Linked DNA regions of Mus musculus: region 2 is linked to region 1. A link is a contact called in public HiChIP or PLAC-seq data. All regions are on one chromosome and are shown on one strand. The core of a region is the stretch at or near the end of the contact, and the rest is flanking DNA. Distances in the headings are between cores, read along the strand shown. Region 1 holds the start of Irs2 (insulin receptor substrate 2). Region 2 holds the start of Pcid2 (PCI domain containing 2).

Region 1 (7,813 bases), core at 3,306-5,805:
TGGCAATTAAGCCAAGGAAGCACTAGTAAGAGTGGCATCCAAAGCCACCCAATACTCCACTCTCCCTCCCCCATCCTCAAGGTCAAAGGGCCTCACCTTTCACGACTGTGGCTTCCTTCAAGTGATGGGACAGGAAGTCGATGCTTGCATAGGTGCTGGCAGAGGGCAAAGCTCCAGTGCCTGGACCCCCACACACTCCGCTGGCGCCAGAGCCTCCGACGGTGCCGAGGAGCCCCCCAAGGCTACGGGTCCGGCTCCAGGAGTTCTTGTCTCCTGGCTGCGGCTGAGACTGCGCCAAGGACCCCTGCTCGCCTCTCACATCGATGGCGATATAGTTGAGGCCGTTCTGGAAACCCACGGAGGTCTCTCTGCGCATGGGAGAACTGCTGCCTCCAGGACAGCCAATCAAAGCTCCGGGCTGACCGGGGTTCCACGGCCTAGCCTGTGGCACTGGGGGCACAGCCACCAAGGGCTGTGCCTGTCCTGGGGATGTGGGCGGCTCATCACCTCCTCCCAGGGTACTGCTGCCTTCACTGCTTTTCCTGAGTGAGACATTTTCCACAGAGGCCGAATTGTGGCGCTTGGAATTGTGGGCAAAGGATGGGGACACTGGGGTGACGGTGGTGGTAGAGGAAAAGGTCTCTGAACTGTGGCGACGACGTCCCCCCTGTGGGTCTGCACGGATGACCTTAGCACCCCGGTGGGGGTCAGGGGGCTGGCTGACTTGAAGGAAAGCCTCCACCCCAGATACCTGATCCATGAGACTTAGCCGCTTCAAGCCCGATGTGGGACTGGCCACTCGGGCACCTTCTGGCTTTGGAGGTGCCACGATAGGTTGTGGCGGGGTTGCAGCCACACCAAAGGCCATCTCGGTATAGTCACCATTATCCCCAGGCTCGGAGGACATTGAGGAGCCAGCAGTGGGACCCTGGGAAGTGGCAGCTGATGCTGGAGGCAGGCGGTATAGGTCTCCCGGGGCAGGTGGCAGAGGCTGCTGTAAGGAGGAAGGGGAAGTGGAAGGACGTGGGGGCAGTGGTGGGTATGGGGATGAAGCCTCTGGAGAGAGAAGGCCATCCATGGAGCCTACTGTGTCCCCACTGCGGGTGCTAGGCTTGGGGGACTTGGGAGAACTGAAGTCCAGGTTCATATAGTCAGAGAGTGGAGAGCGCTGCCGGCTGTCGCTGCTGGTGCCTGGGGTTCCTGAACCCAGGGATGAAGCAGGACTACTAGCTGAGAGCAGTGAAGAAGATGAGGCCGCGGATGCCAGTAGTGGGGGGGCAGGCGGAGACAGACGGGTACCTGCCTCACCAAAGTCAATGTTGATGTACTCGCCAGGGCTCTTGGGCTCTGTGGGTAGAGGGTACTCTTGCATGCTGGGAAGGGTCTGCAGTCCCTCTAGCGATAGGCGTGTAGGCCGCACTGCCCGACATCGCTGGCCCAGGAAGCCCTCAGGGCGGCCACCGATGGCACTCGGCCTCATGGAGGAAGGCACTGCTGAGTGATGAGGCTGGGTATGACTACCACCAGCTGCCCCAAAGGTGCCAGCCCCTGGGGTGGCCTGGGGCTCCAGTCTCTCCTCTTCCAAGATCCGGCCCACAGGGGAGCTCATGAGCACATACTGGTCATTGTCTCCGCTGCAGGAACAGGGAGCCTTATAAGAGCGGGGCAAAGAGCTGTAGCAGTGGCCCGGGATGCCTTTGAGGCCTTCACTGCCTCCACGCAAAGCTGCTGAGAAGTCAGGTGGGGTCCCTGCAGTGCCTGCCTCGCTGGGGGACATGTTGAGGTAGTCCCCGTTGGGGAGTAGCTTAGGGTCTGGGTTCTCCATAGACAGCTTGGAGCCACACCACATTCGCATGTACCCACTGTCTTCTGGGGAGCTCTCCGCTGGGGAGCTGGCTTTGTAGCCACCTCCGTTTACTGGGAAGGTCCTGCCCACCCCTGAAGGGGGTGCTGGCACGGCTGCTCCGGAAGGGGGCAAGGCCGCTGCCAAGCGTGGCTGCAGGATCTGCTTGGGAGCAGACACGCTTGTGGGGCTCATGGGCATGTAGTCATCGCTCTTGCAGCTATTGGGACCACCACTCCTAAGGGCTGCCCCAGGGGTCATGGGCATGTAGCCATCATCTGCCCCCAGGTTACTGCTGGAACTCTTGTGAGAACCAATCTCAATGTCTCCATAGTCCTCTGGGTAAGGGTTGTAGGCCACTTTGGGAGAGGACGCAGGGAAGGATGGGCAGAGGCGACCTGAACTACCAGAGAAGGTGGCCCTCATGAGAGTGTATTCATCTAGAGAGGCAGAGGAAGGCTGAGGTACCTGCCGCTGCCTGGCAGGCGTGGTTAGGGAATAAGTCCTCTTCCTCAGTCCTCTATCCAGGTCCTGGGCCCCATCCCCTGAGACCCTACGGTAAGGGCGGCCACAGTGGCTCAGGGGTCTATCCATGCTCATGTACCCATAGAGTTCGCCCCCACTGCCATCTCTGGCTGGCGGGGTCTCCGCTATTGACTCGGGTGTGTTGCTCCTGTGGCTACTGAAGGCTCTCAGGTCGCCAGGGCTGGAGCCATACTCGTCAAGGGACATGAAACCCGGGTCGCTGGGGGAGCCCGAGGCGGAGGCACTACCGCTGGACGGACGCTGGCCTTGGGGGTGATGCAGTGGATGAGGCAGGTGCGGGTGGGAGCCAGGTGGCAGCGGGTAGGAGCCCGAGCCGTGCCCACTGCTGGAGGACAGGCTGCCTGGGCTGGTGGCTGCAGGAGGTGAGTGCGCCACGGGCATGGACATGGAGCGGCTGTGTTGCAGGGCTCCCCCTGCCGGCGCCAGAGTCACTTTGCTCGGGCGGCCTCCGCAGCCGGCGCTCAGGGTGTGCGAGCGGCTAAGGGGCGCGCGCACCGGCCCGGGACTCAGGGGGCTCCCTGCCACCGACATCGGCCTGCCTCCTGCCGTCCCGGCCCCGCCTGCCGCGCCGCCGTCGCCCTCGCTGGCCGTACGAACCCGGCACGAAGTGCACTTGGCTGCTGGGGGGGTGGCCGCCAGGCTGTCAGTGCGCGAGCGGCGCACCAGGCCGGTCTGGCTAGGGGGTAGGTTGACTAGGTGGTGGTGGCGGCGCGCGCCCGGCACGCTGATGGGATGCGTGGCTGACGACCCGGACGACTGACTCTTGCTGCGAGGCCGGAACTCGAAGAGCTCTTTGAGTGCCTTCATAGCTTCTAGGATGGTCTCATGGATGTTCTGCGCCACCACCGAGTCGTCGGCTTGCATCCACAGCTCCCCGGGACCGGTGACGGCCGAACGGCCCACCTCGATGAAGAAGAAGCTGTCCGAGTGGCCGCAGCGGCGAATGTTCATAAGCTGCAGCGTCACCGACGGCTGTTCGCAATTGAGCTTCACGAAGCCGATGGTGCGCGCAGACAGGCATAGGCGGTATACACCAGTCAGGTTCTTGCTCTGGCCCAGTCCCTTAGGTTTCAGGTTCACCTGCCACACCTCGCGGTAGACGGCCGTGGCGGGTGTCACGAGCCCGTAGTTGTCATCGCAGCCAGCGGCGCCCGCTGAGCCGCCCAGGACGCCCGGGAGAGAGGCGCTGCAAGAGCCTCCGGTGGTGCCCGAGCCCCCCTCGCCAGAGCGGCCTTCGCTGACCAAGTCGGTGAGTGCGCGGTACCAGCCCTCCTGCTCCTGCTCGTTCTCCGCCGCTACAGCGAAGTACTCGTCCTTGGTGTAGAGGGCGATCAGGTACTTGTGCTTGGCGTCCGCGCGCTTGTTGATGTTCAGACAGCAGTCGAGCGCGATCACTCGCTTCGGCGCGCCCGCCTTGCTCCTCCACTTCTTCTCGCTCTCGTAGTACTCCAGCCGCGGAGGCTGCGGCGGCGACCCCCCAGCCGCGGATGCCTCGTCGCCGCCCGTGCCGGGGCCGCGCAACACGAAAAAGCGCTTGTGGCCGTGCTTCTGCTTGCGCAGGTAGCCGCACTTGCGCACGCTGTGGTTGTTGTTGTTGTTGTTGTTATTGAGGTTCGGGCCGTCCCCGCCCGCCGACGCGGGGGGCCCAGGCAGGGGCGCGCTAGCCATCGCCGCCGCTTCAGGTCTCTCTGCCCGGCTGGGCGAACAGGGGATGGCGAGGGCCGAGGGGCGCGGGCGGGGGCGGCTCCCCGCCACCCGTCGCCCGGCCGCCCGGCCACGCGCGCGCGTCCCCCGGGCCCAGGCGGTGGGCTAGGAGGCGCGCGCGGCTCGGTGGCGCAGGGCCCTCCGCCGCTCCGAAGGATGCTCGGTGCGGGCGATGGCCACCCCCCCGCTTCGACTGTCCGCTGCCGCTGCTTCCCGGGCTCTCGGGCGGCGCCCGGGGACTGGCTGGCTGGGTCGAGAGTCGGGGTCCCCGAGTCGCGGGGCCGAGCTTAGAACGCGCGCGGCCCGTCTGCTGCCACCGTTCTGCACTGCGCGACGACGGTCTGCGTCCGGACACTCGGGGCCCACACTGCCACTGGGGCCGCTGCTGCCGTTGCTGCCGCTGCTGCTGCTGCCACCAACGACGACCCGGGCTTGTCGCGGTCCCCGCCGCACAGTGAGTAACACATCGCGCACCGAGTGACTGAACTAAGAGCAAAACAACACGTGACTCTGCGTTACGCAGGCACACTCGCGCGGACGCCCCGCCCCGCAGCCCTGCATTGGCGCCGCGTTCCCCGACGGACAGCGAGACGGACCAATGAGCGTGAGGCACGGGGGGGGGGGGGAGGCGGACCGACACCGGGCTGCGTTTCCCGCCGTCCCCTCCCTCCCCCTCTCCGAGGCCGGGCCGGGGCTCGGCGGGGGCCGGGCCGGGCTCATTAATCAGGGGCTCGTTGTGGATGCGGGCGGGGGCGATGCCACCCAAGGCGGGAAGCCCGCCGTGGAGAAGGCGGGTGCGGGGTTTGTGCTCCCGCCTCGCGTCCCACTAACTGGCCCCAGGCTTCCGCCGCGGAGGGGGAACGGGGGCGGGAGGTCGGATCTGGTGCGGGGCGGCGGTCGGACCCCAGCAGCCGGGGTGGGCGCGCGGCGCAGGGCGGTGCCCGCTGTGGGTGGCAGGCGCGCGGCCCGGCTTGTTTACGAGCATCGTTGCCCGCGAGCTCCGGGTCGATGGCAGCTCGGTGCCTTTTCCCGGCGGCGAGCCGATCGAGGGGCGCCCCGGAACCCGCCCCACCCTCCGCAGGCGTCCGCCCCCGGCCGTGGGCTCTTTCCGGGGCGTCATCAGAGCCATTCACTTGTCAGGTTCCCGGGAAGTGGAAGTCGCCTGTTCTGGATGTAATAGGAGAGAGGAGGAGGGCGTGCTGGCGTAGGAAAATGCGGTTTCCATAGTGCCGGGAAAGGGCGGGCCTGGGCGGGAGCGGGGAGCTGGGAGCGAGTGCTGGCGGGCGTCCTCCCCACGCCCCGCGCCCTCACCGCTCCCGGCCCGCGCCCCAAACCGTGTTCACCCAGCACCCGGGCTATGGGCGGGCGTCGCCGAACCTAGGAGCGCGGCCGCGGGCACAGCGCCAAGCCAAAGATGCCCTTGAACTGCTGCTTTGAATTTCTCTATCTACGTGGCCTTTGTGACTTTCAAAGTCGAGGGCAAATAAGCACCTGCATGTCTTCTCTCCTAACTGACAGCGTGAGGGCCGCTAGGAAGGGCAATGGTCCGCGCTCACGGAAGGCGGGCTTGGAACCCTGCTCTGGATGCGTAAACAAAACAAACCCTTGCCCATCTAGGGAGAAAGTATCTAAATGAAACAATTCAGGACCAGAGTTTATCTTACAATTTAACCTTGGTTATTTTGTTCTGAGTCCTGGAAGTTCGCGGTGGAATGCCCTGCATAATTTACAAATCATTGTAGCAATTACAATGACATGTTTAAGAAAAATAATTGCACAGTGTGATTCTGAAGACCATAGATGCTTTACCCTTTGTGTAAACTGTGCCTTAAACACCCTAATGATGAATTTGTGCCAAGATAACCCAAGCCGATATTGGACCTGCTCTGTTTTTAGCTTGTATGCGGCTATGATTATGATTATTGATGAATAGCAAAAGCCTGGGGAAAACCATCCATTAGTAAATATCATCATAAAATTAACCTCAAAAGGGTGTGTTGAATTGGGTCTTCCATTTTAAATTATACTCTTTAAAAATAAAGGACCAGTAGATGCCACTGTTAGCGTCTCTACGTGTGCAAGGGTGTGTGGCTACACACCCTCGCACACATATCCCTCTATGTGCAAGCTGTGGTTGTGAGTGTGCCAAGCACACGGTCTTGTGGTCGTTGGCTTTTATGCCGCCTCTATCACCAAGCATTATCGCTAACCAGAAGAAACGTAACAACACGACAGGATTTTTATCTTGGAGCTCGAAGAAAATGTGGCTCGATTTTTATTGATTGTGATAATTTACATCCCACTTTATGAGACACATAAATGAGCCTGTGTGTTCTGTAACCTGAAATAGCGCAGGACAAGAGGCCACAGCGTCAGTACCCTATGCTTTTCTTTGAAAAAAAAAAAAAAAGCACCATTTTTGCTTTCTTTTTTTATTCTGACTCTCAATACAAAATTAGATTTTTAGGAATGCATTGAGTGCTGACGTTCTGTGTCCAGTGGAGCCTGGCCAGTAGCAGCTTTGTTTTCCTTGGGGCTGTGTTAATGTTGCCTACCAGGGATCAGAAGCAGGTGACCTGTTGTGTGCTGCCCCAGTCACCAAGCTAGCAGCACAGGAGGGGTCAGGGGAGGTACCAGCTCTGTCAGTCGTATCTGCTCTCGACGAGGTGACGGGCCTCTCTCTTTACAACAAGGTGCTTGTTATTCTTCTGCCCTGGAAGCTCCAAGGGCAAAGTCAGAGAGGCTCCCACTCTATTAGAGAGCGAGCGCCCACCCTCGGAGCAACCTGCTTTCTCTCCTTCCTGCTGCCAGATAAGCTGCTTATTTACTGGAAGCCGGTTGTGTATCTTGGGATTTTCCAACTGTTCTCTCATACTTTTTCAGTACTAGTCAGCTCCTAACATCTGTCCACGTGCTGTGCTCACGGGGACTGGGTGCCATGTACCTGGCCTGTTGCCAATAAACAGCCTGGCTGCAGCTTTTCCTCCTGCCTTTTGATCTTTTCCTTAGAATCCTTCTTTTCCTTTCACAGCTGACAAATGACCATAAGGTTTTGTTTGGTTATTTTTTGATTGTTTTGAGACAGAGTTTCTCTGAATAGCCCTGCCTGTCCTGGAACTCACTCTGTGGACTAGAGTAGCCTCTAGGTCTGAGATCTGCCTGCCTCTGCCTCCTGAATGCTAGGATTAAAGGTGTGTGCCACGGCTGTTTACCAAGGAAGATATGGGATTTTATTTTTAATAAAAATTCATGTAATTTTGCTTCTTTTATTAAAGATAGCCTTTCAGGAATAAGTTAAGTATTTTCATTAAGTTCTTAATTGTATAAATAGGTAAAATGCATTTAAAATTCATGATATAAATACTATTACCAAAATGAATCATAGATTTTTTTTCATGTAGAAAGGCTAGTATAGGAGAAAAGTATATAGTTTTAAAGTTTTTCTTTAATTCTTCATGCATAATGTGTCTGACAGAATTTTATGTCTAAGTCAACTTTGAAAGCTGACTAAGCAAATTGTCAAGTGGACTGCTACATGGCCAGTGTGAACAGCCCTCACTTAAAATGTGTTCCAGGAAGCCTAACAATAGTTTATGTTGGCAAGTCTGTTTCCCCTTTAGAAAGGATGGCATAGTTGGCCCTGTTACACTGACCTCAGTAACTTAGTTCACAAGTATATTCAAAACATTTGCATTTCTGATGAATGAACCTTGAGCAGAC
Region 2 (7,813 bases), core at 1,738-4,237, 2.1 Mb after region 1:
AAAATTGACTAAGTTATTTTATTTTAGGATCTGCCATGTGGGTGCTGGGAACTGAACCCAGGTCCTCAGCAAGATCAGCAAGTATCCTTAACCTCTGAGCTATCTCTACAGCCCAGAAATTATTCTTTAACATAAAAAGCAAACAGCAGATACAAATAGAAAGAGGGCCAGGATGTGACTCAATGAATGATAGAGCACTTGCCTAGATGCATAAGACCCTAGCTTCAGTCCCCAGATCCACATAAAAAGAAAATCAATATAGAAAGGAAAACAGAAAAATCATATCCTGGACAACGAAGACGATACCTGGTCTGGGAAAGGGCTCTCAGTGAGGGTAACCCACCTCTACAAAAGGGACTGGAGGACAGGAAGCTCACAGTCCCACATTATCTAGAACAAGAATACATGCAATGTGTAACTCTGGATTGCACTCTGGATTCAAAAAACAAATCCTAAGAAACAATTTGCACACCTAAGCGATCCATCCCATATACAATCACCAAACCCAGACACTTTTGTGGATGCCAACAAATGCTTACTGAAAGAAGACTGTTATAGCTGTCTCCAGAGAGGCCCCACCAGTGCCTGACAAATACAGAGGTGGATCCTCGAAGCTTACCATTGGACTGAGCACAGGATCTCCAACGAAGAAGCTAGAGAAAGGACCTAAGGAGCTGAAGGGGTCTGCAGCCCCATAGGAGGAACAACAATATGAACTAACCAGCAACCCCAGAGCTCCCAGGGACTAAACCACCAAAGAAAACACATGGTGGGACTCATGGCTCCAGCTGCATATGTAGCAGAGGATGGCCTAGTCAGTTATCAATGGGAGGAGAGGCCCTTGGTCCTGTGAAGGCTCTATGGCCCAGTGTAGGGGAAGGCCAGGGCCAGGAAGCCAGTGTGGGTGGGTTGGTGAGCAGGGGGAGAGGGAAAGGGGATGGGAATTTTCAGAAGGGAAACCAGGAAAGAGGACAACATTTGGAATGTAAATAAAGCAAATATCTACTGAAAAACAAAAAAACAAAAAATGTGCAAAACATTGGAAAATTAAAAGTTACATGCATCAGTGTCAAAGTTCTCAGGCTACTAAATGCATTGTGGTTACAGTGAATGTCCTTGTTCTTAGGGCTACGATGTCTGTGATGTTCTTTGGCTGTGGGTTCTGAATTAGAGGTAATTTATTACTGTTAACCTTAGGAAATGGAGTAAAGTTTCCTTCTAGTTTGACCTTGAAGAAAAGTGGACCTCACTCCTTGCTGTAAGGAGTAGACTCCTCAAGCTCCACGTTTCTCTCTTTGAAACATATGCAGGCTCCCCTTGCAGGCCATCAAAACATCACTATGGACTTGGGATAACCCGGAAGCAGCACAAGCATGCTGATGCCATGCCATTCCCTGTGACAGGAAAGAAAGACCTTTATTCCTGGCTCAAGCAGTCACAAGAGTAACAGGCTACTCTTAACCTTATTAACACCGGTAAGGATGGCAAAATTCAACCAACCTGACCCCAACAGCTTCTGGGAAATCAGCACAGGAATCATGGGGAAAGAGAGACAAGCAATTTGTTAACAGGTAGCCACTGGCCAAGGCTATTGCCAGTGTGTTGAAATAAAGACTGGTCTTTTGGCCAACAATGAGATCACTAAGGTTCAAGCGTGATCTCCAGAATTAGCATCTTGCTAAGTGTTAAACATGTGCACTGTAGAGCCAGTCTCTGATGCTTCTGAGCTGGGAAGACTTGGGTTAGCCGCCTACGGAGCTCTTCAAGGAGGGCCTTGTGATGGAATCAAAGAGAATACATATGCACACGCAGCACCGACAATAGTGCCGCTACTTAAGAAGCACACAAGTACTGCTTCTAGTACTGTAGTACCCAAAACTGAGCTGTTTGGGACAGGAAAAGGGGGCTTTGGTAATAGAGCTAAGCGCAAATCCAAGGTTCATAAGCAGCCATGAGCAGCAAGTGTAGTCAGTTAAAACGTTCATCAGTCTTCCCTATCTGGCTGCCCCTTGCACCAGGTGTGTTGCCTAGTGGGATTCACATCTTCAACACCCTAGAAGACGCAATCACGGCCCTCCACCCGGATGCAACAGTGTTTGCCTGTGCCACTCCCAGGCTTTAAGTAAAGCCTTGATGGGCACCGCTGCCAAGAGACACAACGTGCTTCGTGCGGACAGCAGCGCTGACTACACAGACAACCGTTTCTACAAGTGGCCCCGATCTTGCTACCTCCACCTCGGATCCTCCTCCTCCTGGTCCACCGGGCAGCACCTGCAACTTCCGAACAAGGCAGGCTGCCCACCGCGTGCAGCACACCCTCCTCGCCTCGAGGCCAGCCGCAGGACCCCCGGCACCGTCCGACCCGGCCCCAGGACTCACCCCTCGTGGCCCGTAGGCCAGGATACCAAGCGAAACCCACCTGCTGTAGGTACTGGTTAATGGTGATGTGCGCCATAGCGGCGGCCGCGGGTGTTGAGTGCCTCACTTCCGGCGCAGGTCCGTTTCCGCTCCTTGTCCCCACACGGTAACCTCTGCACGTTGGTTCCGGAGCGGGTGAAGGTGGAGCGAGCCGAGCCGAGCCGAGCCGAGCCGGTGGTGAGAGCACTTCTTTGGGGGCAGCTGTCAGCGCGGTCGCCGGGACGCCTCGGGTGCGGCGGGGGCGCGCGCGAGGGCGGAGGACTGACGTGGAGGAGTTCCCAACCGACTTGGGAACGTGTCCCTGGTCACGTCGGTGTGCTAGCGACCCGATTCCTCGCACCCCTCTCCCATGAGGGTGACCCGATCCCCAACCCTCCGTGTGCAGAGGCGCTCCTGACTCTCCCGGAACCAAAGTCCAGAGCCCACTGGGAAGGCGTCCCGCGCACTCCTAGGATGTGTTCCTGAGTCCTCCCACATCTCACACTGGGGCACCCCAGATAAATGGGTGCAGAGCATCCCGTCCCCAACCCCTCGGCGCGCTAGCGCACGGAGCAGCATCCCTGAGCATCCTAGGTGTAAGGTGATCCAGGAGGCAAGGTTGCCGGGTGCTTTTATCCACTCAAGTCCTCGCCGGGGTGTCCTCGTCACGGCCCTCGACGTGACGTGGGGCGGCGAGCTCCGGAGCCCTCGGTGCAGGTGTCACGGCGCCCTCTCGCGAGCATTCGTTGTAGAACGCCTGCGAGTCCCCGAGCCCTCCTTGGGCGGAGTTCGCGCATAGGAGGAGGAGCCGGATCGTTCCGGTGCGCGCCGCGGCGGTTGGGCCTCGGGCGCGCGGACCCGGCCGCGAGCAGAAAGAGGAGGAGCCGAGCGCTCACGGGCGGAGCCCGACAGCAGCAGGAGGAGGAGCCGGGCGCGCACGGAGCGGGCGCAGGGCAGGAGGAGGAGCCGGGCGGCGCGGGGCGGGGCGGCGTCCGGCCCAGCCATGGCGGACGAGGGCCCTCGGAAGGGCAGCGTCTCGGCTCTCATGGGCCGCACCAACGGCCTCACCAAGCCCGCGGCGTTGGCCGGTGGCCCCGCCAAGCCGGGGGGCACGGGAGGCTCCAGGAAGCTGGTCATCAAGAACTTCCGAGGTGGGTGCGCTCCGGTGAGGAGCGAACGGGGCGGCCGGCGGGTCGCGCGCTCGGACAGGGCCTCCTGGGGCTGCCCGGCAGGCCCTGTCCCCGCGCCCCGGCCCGCCTGGTTCCCGCACTGTCCCGTCTCGGCGCCGCAACCCGACTTGTCCCTGCACCTCACGCTCCGCCACGTCCCCGCGCCCCAGCTGGCCCCGATCCCGCACCTCCTGGCTAGCCCGGCCGGGCCCTGCCTCGGTGCCCCGGCCTGTGCTGTCCCCGCGCGGCCGTTGACCCTCTCTCCCCCACAGACAGGCCGCGGCTGCCTGACAACTACACTCAGGACACGTGGCGGAAGCTTCACGAAGCGGTCAAGGCCATCCAGAGCAGCACATCCATCAGGTACAACCTGGAGGAGCTGTACCAGGTGAGCGGCGGCGAGGGCCTGCGAGCACCTGGCTGGGTTCCTCCTCCAGCAGCCACCGGGGCCAACGCTAGGGAGGCCCGCCCGTCCGCCCGCCCGCCCGGGGAGAAGCTGCGGCCCGAGCCTTCCCTAGCGGAAGCCGCGAAACCCTGGGTCAGCAGGTGTTTCTATGGATCGCCGCCCTGGATTAGTGCTGTGTGTTGAGGCTTAGACCAGGCTGCTTAGGAGGTGTACGTTTTCCCAGCGCCAGAAGAAAGGAGGTGTTTGGAGCTAAGAGGCACAGAGCCCCCAGCAGTCTTCAGTGTTATCAGAGTGCCAGTGTGTTATACATGGAACTCAGTACGGCCCCACTTGCTAGTAGGGTCCCTGGGTTGTGACACACACACCCCCTCCCCAACACACACACACTGTTTTGTAGTTTAATTATTGCAAATAAGGTTGCAGACAGATTCTGGTAGGGTTTTTGTTTTGTTTTGTTTTGTTTTTTTTTGAGACAGGGTTTCTCTGTGTTGCTCTGGCTGTCCTGGAACTCACTCTGTAGACCAGGCTGGCCTTGAACTCAGAACTCCACCTGCCTCTGCCTCCCGAGTGCTGGGATTAAAGGTGTGCGCCACCACGCCCGGCGATTCTGGTAGTTTTAACTTAAAGACAAGTTGTGTCTGCAACAGGGGGGGAAAATCATCCGAAGTACATTTTGCTGTTTCAAGCACACTTTTCTGTCATGGTTTTATACAATAACTGCTAAATATTCTGTGTTTTAGTTTGTGATAGAACAAATAATTACTTATATGTTACTTAAAAGTTACCTAAGAGGCTTGTTTTATCCTGGTTACAAACTGAGTGTATTGTAAGTTACAGAAAGCACAAGAAGAAAAGTAAGCAGTGGTACCCGAAGGAACCTGTGGCAGGCCCATCACTCCCAACCCCAAACTCCCAAATCCAAAACTTGTAGTGCACTCATGAAAAAAAGACCCACACCTGACTTCCTCTGCTGGGCCTCAGACAGAACACAGTATATGCTAAAACTGTTGAATAAAATGACCATCGAGCTAGGGCCAGCCAGATGACCCAGTAGGTAAAGCGCTGGCAGAGCCAGCTTGACAACTTGTGTTCGAACCTCAGAACCCTCAAAAAGGTGGAAGGAGAAAACTGACTGGAGACGCATCCCCAGACCTCCAGCCTCTTGACGTGACACAAGCACCCACACATACACTTGGTGTACACACACAATGATAAAACAAGGGATATGGGGTACGAGTCAGCTTTGTGTCTGTTTACACTTGATTCTCAGTACCCAGATACATCATTGTGTATGTGCAAGTATTAATCCGGAAGAAAAACATCTGAAATCCACAACACTAGTAGCCCCAAGCATTCTGGGTAAGGGACCACTGGCCGATGGTGACGGATTGGTGTATATGTGTCTGTTCTTTGTCTTAAGTTTGTGAGTTGATTGTGTATTGAAGGAGAGGATTTTATTTAAGGTTTTGTTTTTGTTTTGTTTAGACAGGGCTCACTGTGTAGCCTTGGCTATTCTAGAACTCACTGTGAACAGTCTGACTTACAGAGATCTTCCTGCCTCTGTCTCTTGGTGCTGGAATTAACATTATGCACTACTACACCCGCCTAAAGATTTGCTTTTATTTTTATTATTTTAAGTATGTGCCTATGTGTAGGTGTGCATATGAATACAGTGTTGGGGGCATGTGACATGTGCTCCAGTAGGTTTATTTTGTTTATTTTATTTTTTTATGAGAAGAGAGAGTCGGTTGGTTTTATTTTTTACGAGATTCACTGTGGGGCTGGAGAGATGGCTCAGCAGTTAAGAATGCTCTTACAGAGGTCCTGAGTTCAATTCCCAGCAACTACATGGTGACTCACAACCATCTGTCATGGGATCTGATGCCTCCTTCTGGTATGTGTGAAGACTGGGACAGTGTACCTTATAACTATGGGGAAAAAAAAAGGTCTCACTGGGTATTAGTCCCGGCTGCCGCTCATGTGCCGGGGCTATAGGTTAACTCTAACATACTTGTCCCAGTAGATTTTAATGGCCTAAGATAGAGTTGTTTGCCAGCCGCTCAGTGAAAATGTAGACTGTTTCCCTCCCCGGTAACGAAGGGCTGCCCCGTGAACTCATCCCCTCCCGTTCCCCAGCTGTGGCAGCTGCTGCCGTGTTCTCTCTACTCCTCCACCTCTATCTAGAAGGAGCAGCGCATTTGCAGTCCTCTGGCATCTGGCTCTTATCTAGAATGGCGTTTGCCATTTCCTCTGGTGCTAACAGTTTGGCATTTTGGTTTGTTTGTTTTTGTTTATTAATGTGTTTAGTATTTGAAATAGAATTCCTTCCATCCCTGTCCTCCTCCTTTCCTCTCTCCATGGCCCCTGGACACCCTCTTTGAAATCCCTCCTTTGTGCCCCCAAGTGCATATTACTTTTATTAACAAGTAGAGTGTCTATAGTGCAGTTGGCTTATTCATCAGGTAGTGGCCGTTTGGGTGTCCAGTGGGAACATGACCAGCAGGGCCGCTATGAACGTTGCATACATCATGTGTGGGAATGTGTTTTCATTCTTCTCAGGAAAGTATCTCAGATACAGAAAATGTGTGCTTCCTTTCATAAGAAGCTGCAGCTCTTCCAAGTGACTCCATTTTCCCCACTGCGGTAGCTTGAGGGTCCTTTACTCCACATTCTCACCAGCATTTGGTGCCGTCGAGTTTTACAAACGGGTTTAATTTACCGTCCCTGTTGACGGCAGGTGTCTGTCTGTTTGTGTGCCTGTTGCTCTTCTATACTTTTGATGCAGTTTGCTGCTCAGATCTGCTGGCTCCCTGCCTCCTCCTGCCATCCCCTCTCCCTGCTTCCCTCTTATCTCACTGTGTAGCTTGCTCTGCCTGCAAACTTGGAGTCCTCCTGTGCCAACCTCCCAAGTGCTGGGATTACAGATATGGGCCAGGGTGCTCAGCTTCATCTGCTTAGATTATTTTCCCGTTATTGAATGTGTGAGTTTAGTATGTATTCCGGATATAAGTTCTATATAGGTGTTGCTAGTATTTTCTTCTAGCCCATAGCTTATCCCTTAACTAATCTATGTCCTTTGAAGAACAGTGATTTAAATTTTGAAGTTAAGTGTCTTATCAGCTGTTCTTTTAGGTTATGTTTTTAGTATCCCCCTAAAAAATAAAAACTAAACTTTTGCCATAACTGGTAGTAATAGCACACTTATGTAACCCCAGCACTCAGCAGGCAGAGAAGAGTTCAAGGCCAGCCTCCTCTACTAGCCAGCTCAAGGCCAGCTACATGAAACCCTGTCTCAAAAACAACAAAGCAACAGATCTTTGTCCTAATCTAAGACCTTGTATTTAGACAGAGCTGACAGTTTTACATTTAGATCTGTGATCTATGTTGTGTGGACATCTGTGTGTATGGTGAGATATAAATCTAGATACAGTGTTTTTCCCATAAGTGTCCAGGTGTTGGGCACATTGCCCAACTGCCTTTCTCCGACAAGACCAGTTGTCTGTCTAGGAGGGGTAGCCTCCAGCTTTTTCCCACATTTGTCTGAGCTATTCTTGGTCTTTTGCATTTCTTTATGAATCTGAAAAACTGATTTCTGGCTTTCTCAAGGAACCAGCTTGGGTTAGAGTTATGGTGACTCTTAGATCACCTAGAGAGAACTGACTCGGCCTTAGAGATAGAAGGCTCACTGTTGGGGCTAATATTTCTCAGCAGTGATTTCTTGTTTCATTTGTAAAGATGTTACAAACCTTTTATGGAATTTTCACCTTACCTTGAATTCTGACTTGTGATTCTTGCTTTTACTTAAAATTACCATTAATTTTGTATATTGAAATTGTCCTTC

What was found. HiChIP or PLAC-seq counts read pairs in DNA pulled down with a chosen protein or histone mark.
Region 2: a contact with region 1 is called in an H3K27ac HiChIP or PLAC-seq map of double positive thymocytes, with 7 times the contacts expected there. The contact joins the promoter of Pcid2 here to the promoter of Irs2 in region 1. A contact is called at or near these places in 2 of 484 Hi-C or Micro-C datasets (CD4 T cells and embryonic stem cells) and 1 of 115 datasets of contacts at active chromatin or transcription factors (double positive thymocytes).

The regions. Positions count from the first base shown.
Region 1 is chr8:11,004,374-11,012,186 of GRCm38.p6, forward strand. Irs2 (insulin receptor substrate 2) reads right to left here and starts at 4,556. Exons shown (of 2, transcript NM_001081212.2): 1 at 97-4,556. The coding sequence starts at 4,057. It overlaps 9530052E02Rik (RIKEN cDNA 9530052E02 gene), which reads left to right and starts at 3,477. Exons shown (of 5, transcript NR_046017.1): 1 at 3,477-3,638.
Region 2 is chr8:13,102,356-13,110,168 of GRCm38.p6, forward strand. Pcid2 (PCI domain containing 2) reads right to left here and starts at 2,988. Exons shown (of 14, transcript NM_178708.3): 1 at 2,420-2,988. The coding sequence starts at 2,455. Cul4a (cullin 4A) reads left to right here and starts at 3,268. Exons shown (of 20, transcript NM_146207.3): 1 at 3,268-3,548; 2 at 3,839-3,954. The coding sequence starts at 3,401.